Regions from separate parts of the Sus scrofa genome. Here region 2 is linked to region 1. A link is a contact called in public HiChIP or PLAC-seq data. All regions are on one chromosome and are shown on one strand. Each heading gives the region's core, a stretch centred on a gene start, on an enhancer-like site or on the middle of the called end of the contact. The rest is flanking DNA. Distances are from core to core; before and after follow the strand shown.

The links. HiChIP or PLAC-seq counts read pairs in DNA pulled down with a chosen protein or histone mark.
Region 2: a contact with region 1 is called in an H3K27ac HiChIP or PLAC-seq map of alveolar macrophages. The contact joins two enhancer-like sites. A contact is called at or near these places in 1 of 47 Hi-C or Micro-C datasets (embryonic fibroblasts) and 1 of 2 datasets of contacts at active chromatin or transcription factors (alveolar macrophages).

Annotation. Positions count from the first base shown.
Region 1 is chr15:104,820,465-104,826,204 of Sscrofa11.1, forward strand. All of the region lies in intron 7 of CFLAR (CASP8 and FADD like apoptosis regulator), which reads left to right. Among named protein-coding and RNA genes, the nearest start is that of CFLAR, 24 kb to the left of the region's middle. Within about 2 kb of position 3,312, at least 43 of the 83 cell types and tissues checked have an H3K27ac peak or open chromatin away from gene starts, as enhancers often do. A contact at or near this core is called in alveolar macrophages, where this site is marked.
Region 2 is chr15:104,899,215-104,904,954 of Sscrofa11.1, forward strand. No RefSeq gene overlaps it. Among named protein-coding and RNA genes, the nearest start is that of CASP8, 24 kb to the right of the region's middle. Within about 2 kb of position 3,222, at least 47 of the 83 cell types and tissues checked have an H3K27ac peak or open chromatin away from gene starts, as enhancers often do. A contact at or near this core is called in alveolar macrophages, where this site is marked.

The sequences.
Region 1 (5,740 bases), core at 2,062-4,561:
CAGGGATTGAACCAGCATCCTCATGGGTACTAGTCAGATTCATTTCCACTGAGCCATGACGGGAACTCTGACATGTTTATTATTGATATTGTATTATCCTAAGAAAAACTAGTTCAGAAGGAATTACTAGTGATCGTTTGGGCTTTAAAAAAAAAAAAGACATTTAAGAAGTAGTTTAGGAGCTCCTTGGTGGCTTGGCAGGTTAAGGATCTGGTGTCACTGCTTGTGGTTCGGTTTTGGTCCCTGCGGCCTTTTTTTTTTTTTTTTTTTTTTTAAGTTTACAATTCTCAGTATATATGGATTGTCTAGGAAAACCCTCTGATTGGTGTATCTGAACAAATGGAAAGTCAGATTTATATAAGCTGCTCCTGCCCCCCACTTCTTCACTTCTTCTGTCCTTGTTCCCCCCAGCATCCTCGCACATGGGGCCTTTCCTTTGTTTTTTGGGGGGCCCCAGCTTCACACCTTTCCCACAATCTTATCTCCAGGTGTCTCAGACTCCACTGATCTTCCCTTCTCTGATCGTCTATTTTAGCTAAAATCCCACTGTTTCGTGACCTGTCAGTCATTGTTTTGTGCACATTTATACGCTTTGCTTCTCCAACAAGATTATGGACTCCTTGAAGAATAGAAATTGTGTCGTATAGTTTATCTATATCCCTTTAGCACAGTCTTTCTTTCTTTTTTTTTTTTTTTTTTTGTCTTTTTGCCATTTTCTTGGGCCGCTCCCGCGGCATATGGAGATTCCCAGGCTAGGGGTCCAATCGGAGCTGTTGCTGCCGGCCTACACCAGAGCCACAGCAATGTGGGATCTAAGCTGCATCTGCGACCTATACCACAGCTCACAGCAACCCCGGATCCTTAACCCACTGAGCAAGGCTGGGGATCGAACCTGCAACCTCATGGTTCCTAGTCGGATTCGTTAACCACTGAGCCACCACGGAAACTCCTAGCACAGTGTTTCTGTAATATAGGAAGAAGAACTTGTATAACATGAGTTTTGGGGTCAAGTGAATTTGGGAAATGCTGAGTAATTTGTTCTACTTTAGGAGATGAGCAATGCATGTTGGCCTTGAAGGTTTCTAGTAGTCTTCCTGTAAAGGAACCTGGTTAAGTCTCGTCAACCTTGCATTTTCCATTCACATTTGACTTTAGAACTCCCCTTTCCACAGTATCCTTCCCATTCATGTGTTTTATAGTAATTCGAACTGGCCTTACTGAAGGCATTTGAGTGATTGTAAATAGACTAATGAATTACTCATTTATTCCGAACATTTATTTAATGAACTGCATTCTTGTAGATAGTTGTCAAGATAAATATGAACTCACTTAAGATCAAAACACATTCTCAATGAATGGGGTCATGCCATTTAACTGGTTTTAATTTTTTGGATTTCCTCTCGATAGTCCCACAAATCTGTGGGTAGGATTGATTCTAGCCCTGTACCGATGTCAAGGCCAGAGGAAATGCCTCATGATTTCATTAAGTTAATTTCTAAAGAACAGTTGAATTTTACAGAGACAGGGCTGGGTCAGGAGTGGGATTTCCAGGGTGGGTAGAAGGAGAAGTGGGACTTCTGCAGTTTGCTGAAGTTTTATTTCCAAACTCAGCACCCAAGTTTTTCTTCCTCTATTTGCTAGTAAGGACAAGGAAGTTGCTGTTGATGCATAGGACACAAAATCTAGCTGCTCTGAGTCCATTTGAGTTTAGACTGTAGAGACCTCCCTCTGGGTTCTAAGGAGGTAGATTCCAATGTGAGAGAAAGCTCCATGACTTGTAGTAAAGTGCCTTTATTTCTTCAAAATTAATCCTTTTTTTTTTTTCCTTTTTATGGCCACATCTGCAACTAATGGAAGTTCCTAGCTAGGGGTTCCATTAGAGCTGCAGCTGAGACCTATGACACAGCTATGGCAACACCCGATGCGAGCTGTATCTGCCATCTACACTGCAGCTTGTGGCGGTGCTGGCTGCTTAACCCACTGAGTGAGGCCAGAGATCAAACCCACATCCTCACAAAGACCACATCAATTCTTAACCTGCTGAGCCACAATGGGAACTCCTCAAATTAATATCTTATTTATTTAATTATTTTTTTTTTGGGGTCTTTTTTTTAGCTATTTCTTGGGCCGCTCCCACGGCATATGGAGGTTCCCAGGCTAGGGGTCCAGTTGGAGCTGTAGCCTCCGGCCTACGCCAGAGCCACAGCAACGCGGGATCCGAGCCGCATCTGCAACCTACACCACAGCTCACAGCAACGCTGGATCATTAACCCACTGAGCAAGGGCAGGGACCGAACCCGCAACCTCATGTTTCCTAGTCGGATTTGTTAACCACTGCGCCACGACGGGAACTCCTCAAATTAATATCTTATGTTTGAATAACTGCTCACAATTTGCAAAGCGTCCTTATAGACATCTCAATGGAGCCTCACAGCCACCTTCTGGAGGACATGGTAGAGGCATCAGTATTGATCCCATTTTATAGGTGGATAAATTACAGATGTAATTTGTTCAAAGTCACACTGTCGTGATCCCCTTGATCCTGTAAATTAGACTGGGCTCTATCCTTATTCTTTCTTGCTAGCCCAAGAAAGAACATTGCAAATGGCACCCAGCATCCATCCTCACCATCTGTCAGAGGAAAGATGTGATGTTCATGGGAAATGCCAGCCTGATGGCTTCAGGCTGTGTCCCTGGAGTGACTGTGTTGCCACAGGGATGTTTAGGGGATGCTCCATCTTGGTCTGAGGCCCTAGATTTGGTGTTCTTATTGGCCTTATACTTGGCATTGGGGACCTGTTTGGCCTTTAGCTTCACCTCCAGCTTTAGGCTTTTTCCTCCTGTTCTATTAGGTGAGACCTTCCTCAGATTCCCTAGACCTCAGATTCCCATGGTGTCAGTCAGTCTTCTTTCAGGACCAGGCAAGGTTCAGACCAGCAAGTAGGTGGAGAGGCCAGGACTGAAACTCACATCTTGGGTTTCCAAGGCTGTTCCTCTTTTACCCTCGTATCACGCAGCTGCCTGCTGACTGCCTTATGACAGCCCAGCTGCTGCTCTAGCCAGAACCCAGATAAAGAAAAGAGATTAAGGCACAAGACAGCCTGTGTTGCCTCCAGACCTCTGCATGTCAGGATGGAAAGGGAGACTATGGCTTTCTTTCAAAGACTTTGATAAGGGAGGCACTCTTATCAGTGAAAAGAAGGTTTTGATCCAGGGAGCCAGTCTGAAATTAAGTAAACAAAAGAGCTTTGAGCCTGATGTTTCTCGGTTCGCTTCTGCCCCCTGGAGGAGAGAGTGCTCCATGACTAGAGAGTGCCACTCCGGAAGGGAGCGTTTGGAATAAAGCAGTGGGGATGGCCCCTGAGTCCTGTCCAGGCTCTGTCCTGGTACCTGGTACATGGTACAGCCCTGTGTGTCATCCCCAGCTCAGAACTGGATCTCAAGCCTTACCTACACCCTCAGAGGCCGTGCCTAGGGGGCAGTGCTTCTTCACCTCTCCTAGCACTCTGAGCTCCTATGCTGACAAGTGAGGTACTTAATAGGTTTTCAGCAACTGTCATTCCTTGAACATACTTAGTTATTGTAAGGTTTTAAGGAGATTGGCAACTTCTTTATATCTCTTGGGGGCTTGTATCTTATTATTACTTGATATATATATATTTCAAAAAATGAATTTAATTCATTTTCTTCACCCCTACCTTACTTGCGGGTCAGGCGGAAGGAGAAAAGTAAGTTGCTTAATTACACTCCATTCTTAGGTAATGGTTATTATCATTCCCTTTTGCTGACTTACCTAGTGAATTATTTATCTCATAATGTGTACAAATTGCTCCAAAATGTTATAGCTTAAAACAACGATACTAATTTATTTATACCTCTCATAGCTTCTGGGGGTCTGGAATTTAGAAGTGACGGAGCCAGGCTGTCCCAGCCCTGAGTCTCTTGAGAGGTTGCTGTCATATGTCAGCTTGGGTCCTTGGCATTGGAGGAGCTTCTCGAGTGGCTGGGAAGTTGGTGTGTGGCTTGCGTTCTTCTCCATGTGGGCCTCTTCACATGGCACTGGGGACCTGTTTGGCACCAGGGCCCTGTCTGGAGTGTTCTCAAGACATGGCAGCTGGCTTCCCCCTAGTGATTTGACTTTGAATGTCACGTGGTAGCCCTTCTGCCACACTCCATTCATTAGGAACGAGTTACCTGTGTTCAAGGGGAGGGGATTACACACTATCTTTTTAAGCAAGGAGGGTCGAGGAGTCACAGACTTATTTAAATCTGCCATATCTGGCAGGATGTGAGCCTCCTGAGTAGAAAGTTCTACGAGACTGTATGTGATTGTGTCCAGATACTGCCCATAGGCTGGCCAAATTGAATTAAGAGCACTCGAGCCAGCTCTTGTTTGTCCAGTGGCTGCTTAGTTCCCAGTTTGTTGTTAACCCAAGGCTGTGTTTCTTTCCCAACTTTTAATCTTTTTCCTGTTTCCTGCTGAGAAGCCAGAAGAGAAATAACATTTGCTTACTTTCACTTTTATAGTGTAATACTCGCTGATAAAGTTGGCAAGACAAGACGTTGAAACTATTGGTTGAAGTTATTATCCTGAATTATTTGTGACTCTCCATACTTCATATTGTTCTTATTTGGTGTGGAGAATTGAGAATCGGTAGTGAAGGGTGATGTGTCATAACCTTCAGTTATTTATCTCCCCCTGACCCCTTTGTATGACGCCCAAACTGGTATGAGGTGGGGCCCCTCTGTTCCTTGGTGGAAGTTATCTCTGCTCTGGACACTGTTGTGTTGTTGGGTTTGGGGTGAGTGCAGTGGTAGACTCCTGGACGACCATACCTCAGGGGAGGAAGAGAAGTGGGTACGTAGTCATGACACATGGAAACAAATCCAGAGAAGTGGCTAATTGTTTGGGTGACAACCTGAATGGGAAGATTCTTGTTTTACCTCTGGGCTTAGGCCAGAACAGCTTTTCTGCCTTGAAAATGAATTGAGAACTGGAGGCATCCCTCAGACAAGGAATAGAAACTTATTGGGGAGCTCAAAAGGATGTGGACTTTTTGAATGAGGAAGAGAAAGATGTCTCTCTTTGCTACTAGAAAGATGAAATATTTCTGTGTTTACTTCTCCAATGAGGGCAACCTGAGCAGATGGGAACTAAGTAGTTTGGGTGGGGTTTCTTTCGTCTCAGGACCGTAGAAACTTCTAGAAGATGGACAAAAAGAATTTTTTAAAGAGCAGCAGGGACTCTTTCTTATTGAGCACCAGGAGATGTATTGTATTACACTAATTTAATACTCACAGCATCCTCATAGGGTGGCTATCTTCACTTCCACTTAAAGCTATGGAGAGGAGTTCCCATCCTGGTGCAGCAGAAATGAATCTAGCTAGGAACCATGAGGTTGTGGGTTCAATCCCTGGCTTTGCTCAGTGGTTTAAGGATCCGGTGTTGCTGTGAGCTATGGTATAGGTCGCAGACGTGGCTTGGATCCCGAGTTGCTGTGGCTGTGGTGTAGGTGGGCGGCTGTAGCTCCAATTGGACCCCTAGCCTGGGAACCTCCATATGCTGTGGGTGCAGCCCTAAAAAAAGCAAAAAAAAAAAAAACCCCAAACTAGTGAGACCTACTTCCTTAAAGCCATGCAGCCCATAGGTGTGGTGAGGTCAGTGCTAGGAGGCAGGCTTGTCTGCTTTTTCCACTCCCTTACACTGCTTCTCGAGGCAAAATTAACCTGAATTCCCGGA
Region 2 (5,740 bases), core at 1,972-4,471, 79 kb after region 1:
GTACCTGCAATCCACAGTGCCCTGAAGCAAGACCTCAGCCTGGCCTTGAAGCAAGCACCACCTTTTCCTCCCCCCCCCCCTTTTTTGGCTGTACCGAGCCACATGGAAGTTCCTGGGCCAAGGATCCAATCCGAGCCGGAGCTGTGACCTATGCCACAGCTGCAGCAACGCCAGATCCTTAACCCATGGTGCTGGGCTGGGGATGGAACCGAAGCCTCCACAGAGACAAGCTGGATCATTAACCCCCACTGCGCCGCATCGGGAACTTCACCACGTTTTAATTTTGGAAACTTTTTTTTTTTTTTTTGTCTTTTTGTCTTTTTAGGGCCGCACTTGCAGCATATGGAGGTTCCCAGGCTAGGGGTTGAATCACAGCTACAGCTGCCGGTCTACACCACAGCCACAACTACGTGGGATCCAAGTTGCAACCTACACCAAAGCTCATGGCAACACTGGATCCTTAACCCACTGAGCAAGGCCAGGGATCGAACCCACAACCTCATGGTTCCTAGTCGGGTTCATTAACCATTGAGCCATGACGGGAACTCTGGAACCATTTTGAATTTAGCATTCTCAGTTTACCAGTCTTCTACTCTCTCTCTTATTGTTTCTTTTGGTTCCATGTGTAAATGTACTTGTCTCCTTCCTTTCATCATAAACAGCATTGAAAAATTCCTAGTTTCTTTATTTGGAAAATACAATACAAAGAGGTGGTAAACAATTCAAACACTACAAAAGGATACACGGGGAAAAGTAAGTTTCACATTAACTCCTGTCCCACAAGCCCCCCATTCCTTCCATAGGGATAATTATTATTTCCAATGTTTTAAATATTCTTCCAGAGATGTTTTATTCTTATAGAAACATATATGTATCTGTGTCCTTGCCTCATTTACCCCATTCCCAAATGTTAGCAGATTGTTCCACACTTCACATTTCAAAGTTAACATATCTTGGAGGCTGTTCTTTTTTTAATTTTTCCCCTAGGGCCGCTCCAGGCTAGGGGTCTAATCAGAGCTACAGCTGCTGGCCTACGCCACAGCCACAGCAACACTAGATCCAGCTGTGTCTGTGACCTACACCACAGCTCACAGCAACACGAGATCCTTAACCCACTGAGCCAGGCCAGGGATTGAACGCACAACCTCATGGTTCCTAGTCAGATTCGTTGACCACTGAGCTGCCATGGGAATGCCTCTTGGAGGCTATTCTATATCAGAACTTATAGGTCTCCATGGTCCTTCGCAGGACTGACTATTCCATTGCGTGTGTGTGTGTGTGTGTGTGTGTGTGTGTGTGTGTCTGAATCATTTTGCTGTACTCCTGAAATGAACACAACATTGTAAATCAACTGACTTCAATTTGCAAAAAGATAGGCAATGAAGTGTGGGGAGATGAAAAAGTCTGGAGATAGACGGTAGTGATGGTTGCACAACAGTGTTCAGGTACTTACTGCCATCGACCTGTACATTTTAAAATGGTTTAAATGGTAAATTTTATGTCACGTATATTTTACCCCAATAAAAGAGACAGGCAATAAATGAAGAGGAAATATTTGCTCTGTAAGTGACTAAGGATGAAGGTCTCTACGAAAATTTGTGAAATGAAACTCACTTTTAGGAATGAACTGAGGAGAAATTTCTATGAATCAGAAAGAAACAAAAAGCTCAATTGCACGCGATGAAAAGTTGGAATCTTGCCAATCTACGGGATTGGGATAAGAAAGATTTACTAAACAGGAGTTCCCATCGTGGCTCAGTGGTTAACGAATCCGACTAGAAACCATGAGGTTGCGGGTTTGATCCCTGGCCTTGCTCAGTGGGTTAAGGATCCGGCATTGCCGTGAGCTGTGGTGTAGGTCACAGACTCGGCTCGGATCCTGCATTGCTGTGGCTCTGGTGTTGGCCGGTGGCTACAGCTCTGATTCGACCCCTAGCCTGGGAACCTCCATATGCCGCGGGAAGCAGCCCTAGAAAAGCCAAAAAAAAAAGAAAGATTTACTAAACAAAAACGTACTTTTGTTAACCTCACTCTCCATGATCGTAAGTTCTAAGTTAGCTACAGCTAAGTCAATAGTTTTATGTTGCAGTTAAAATTCTATTTACAGATTTGATGTACGAATGAAATATTTTAGCAATATTTTCTTTTTTGTGATTAAAAATGCACGTGCATCATTATCATGAAAAAAATTCGACTGCAAAATGAATAAAGGATGTGAACCAGTATTTCATAGAGGAAATAAAAATGAATATTGAAGTTATGGAACTTTAAAATCTTAGTAATAGCATAAACAAACCAAAACTGCTCAGATTAATACAAGTTAATGAAAAAAAGATTGGAAAGGATGTGGTGAAATGGGCCCTTTTATGGGCTATTGTTGGAAATATAAATTGGTTTAGGAAAAGAAATTTTACCACATCTCTCAAATATTTAATTACACAATTCTATGACAGATGAATTCATTCTTCTAGAATTTTTCCCCAGAAATAATCATGTTCACAAACACATGTTCAGTACCACACAGTGACTGGAACCTACCCCCAAACTACCCAAACTGGAAACTATTCCTTACATAGAGGAGTGGCTAAGTAAACTGCACAAGTATGCACGGGTATAGTGGGCATAAATTACAAGAATTAATTGAGATTATATTACAGACCTGGAATGATGCCCATTCTACTACCTTGAGCAGTTAAAAAAAAAAAAAAAGGCAGGCTATAATATATATATTCAATTAGGGATCAGTCAGAGATGGAAACCGTACCTGTCATTTAATTTGAAAGGGAAAACTTAATACGAATGATTAATTAGCAAAAGAAGGTTAATTACTCAAGGTTAAAGTTCTCCAGGGCTGAGGGAGAATCAGGGAAGGAAGAATCTGGAAGACTCCTCTTGCTCTTAAGGTTGTGACTCAGAACTGGTTGAAGCTGTTGCTGCGACCACTGACAATATAAAGAAGTTCCCTGGAGGTGGGGTGAGCATGGGGGGTGTGTGTGTGTGTGTGTGTGTGTGTGTGTGCGCGCGCGCGCGCGCGCGTGCATAGGGTGTGTGTGTGTGTGTGTGTGTGTGTGTGTGTGTGTGTGTGTAGGGGGGCAGAGCTTGTCTGCGGTTGGCAAGCGGGGCCGATGAACAAGGGGCTGCTCACTGGGTGCTGACACGGTGCTCGAGTGGGCACCACGGTGTCTTCCGTGCCTGGCGGAAGGCAGGGAGAGGTGCCGCCTAAACAAACCAGGAAGAGAATGCTCCGGGCTCTTGCTTGCCTGTCCCTTCAGCGCCCTCTACCTGCAAAATCCAAAATTGTGCCAGTGGGCACAGGAGGTGTTTTCTAGGTTTAGTTACAGTATCACCAAGCAGGACTCAGAACAGTGGATTTGAGCTGGGAGGCAATACCTTGATCGATTCTGGCACAGTATTTGGATCCTGCTTTTGCACTCAAATTGTATATGTAACATAATATGTGCAGAGATGTTATAATATTTGCTTACACTTGTTATATATTTACTCTGTGTGTGCCGGGAGCTGTTGTAAATATTTCGCAAGTATTTGATTGTCGTAGTGATAGGGATAGAGTAGGATGGTTACACAAGTAGTTGTAGAAATTCCTTTAGGGAACCATAGATTGAGAGGGAAACCTAGGGAACTTTGGAGAGACCACTGTAAGTTAATACTCGCTTGAGAAAGCCATCAGAATGTCATGGAATGAAGCAGCCTTGCTTAACGATAAACTCATAGGTAAAAATATGAAATACATCCTTGTAGCTTATTTTATACCCAATAGTTTGTATCTCTTACTCCTCTATCCCTACGTTGCCCACCCCCCTCCCCTCCGCAACAGACCTCAAGAAAAAAAAAAAAAGAAAAAAAAAACTAGCACATTTATAATAAAATGAGAAAACAACAAAGCAAAACAAAACAAAATAAGTGAAAATATGAGCGATGCCTCAGGTCATTAAGTGAAAGATAAAATGAGGCCTGCATTCAAGTTCAGCAGGATAATGATCCTTAGGACCCAAGACAGGAATTTAAGGGAAAGATGATATTCCAGAGTAGGAGACCCTCCTTATATGGAAACCTTAGATGATTCAACATATTTTAGCTTATGTTACCACCCTTCTGTTGATTTGAATAAGCACCGTGGAGGTCCTAGTTTGACCTGATAGGGTCAAATGCTCTCTCCACCAGTACAAAGGAGGAGATAAAGATGTAAGCAGGACATCTACTCCAAGAACGAGGAAGAAGGCAGTCTTTTCCCCTTCCCCACTTTCCTTCCCTGATAGAAATATAGCCACCTAATTCTTGGGCCAGAGTCTCCTCAGCTGCCTGCTGGTATCTCTCACAAACATCCTATCTTAATAAATCTATTTCTTGCCTCTCACGTGGTCTCTGGCTGAGTTCCTTCTGGGCGGGGACACCAAGAACCTGAGCTTTAGTAAGTCCAGACACCAGATGAGTGATTCTAATTGAAAAACACTGTGGGTTCAAGTCCCAATCTGGGTTTTCGCTGGGTTCGAGTCAGAGGTGTTTCGTTTTCGATAGTAACCCTCAACTGCAGGAGGTGTTACAGTCTCTACTCTCTGAATAAGGAAACTAAAGCACCAAGCTGTTAAATAACGTGCCCAAGGGCACACAGCCAGCAAGTGGCAGAGCAAGAGTCACAATGGCTTTACGTGCACTGAAAAAAGACGGAAAGAATAAAGGTATTAACTGTGATGACCTCTCAAGTTGACACCAAAGAGGCCATAGAGAAGTTTCTACTTTTTAATCAATGCTTTAAATAAATAAATACAGTGATAAAACGACTGCTTTTTTTTTTTTTTTTTTGTATCTGTGGATGGGATTTTTTTTTTTTTTTTTTTGTCTTTTTTGTTGTTGTTGTTGTTGCTATTTCTTGGGCCGCTCCCGAGGCATATGGAGGTTCCCAGGCTAGGGGTTGAATCAGAGCTGTAGCCACCGGCCACACCACAGCCACAGCAATGCAGGATCCGAGCCGCGTCTGCAACCTACACCACAGCTCACGGCAACGCCGGATCGTTAACCCACTGAGCAAGGGCAGGGATCAAACCCGCAACCTCATGGTTCCTAGTCGGATTCGTTAACCACTGCGCCACGACGGGAACTCCGGATTTTTTTTTTTTTTTTTGAGGGGAGGTGTTTTATTTTTCAAAGAAGTAAAACTAATAAGGAACAACTCCCCATGCCAAGCAGTAAGAAACAAGTGACCCAGGAGATGGGCAGGCATTGCCAGGAGCAGGAGCAGGAGAGGGTTTCTGGAGGGAGTGGCCTGATCGAAGGTTAGGAACAGGTTGAGTCACATGCAGCGAGCCCTGGTTTCTGGTTCACCTCACGTCTGGTCTGATCTGTGGCCAGGCTTCCTGCCTGCCCTCCCCACCCCAGCAGCTTGCAGAGAAGGTGGCTAATGGCTGCTTTCGGGAATTAGCATTTATGGGACACTCATAGATACTCTATGTAAGCACCACCTGTGTTGATTTACTCGTTCCCCAGAGCAACCTTATCAGGTAGTCATTGTTTTTGCTTTTTAGGGCCACACATGCAGCACATGGAAGTTCTCAGGCTAGGGGTTAAATCGCAACTACAGCTGTGAGCCTACACCACAACCACAGCAATGCAAGATCTAAGCCACATCGGTGACCCACACCACAGCTTGCGGCAATGCTGGATCCTTAACCCACTGAGCAGCGCCAGGGATCAAACCCACATCCTCACAGATACTAGTCGAGTT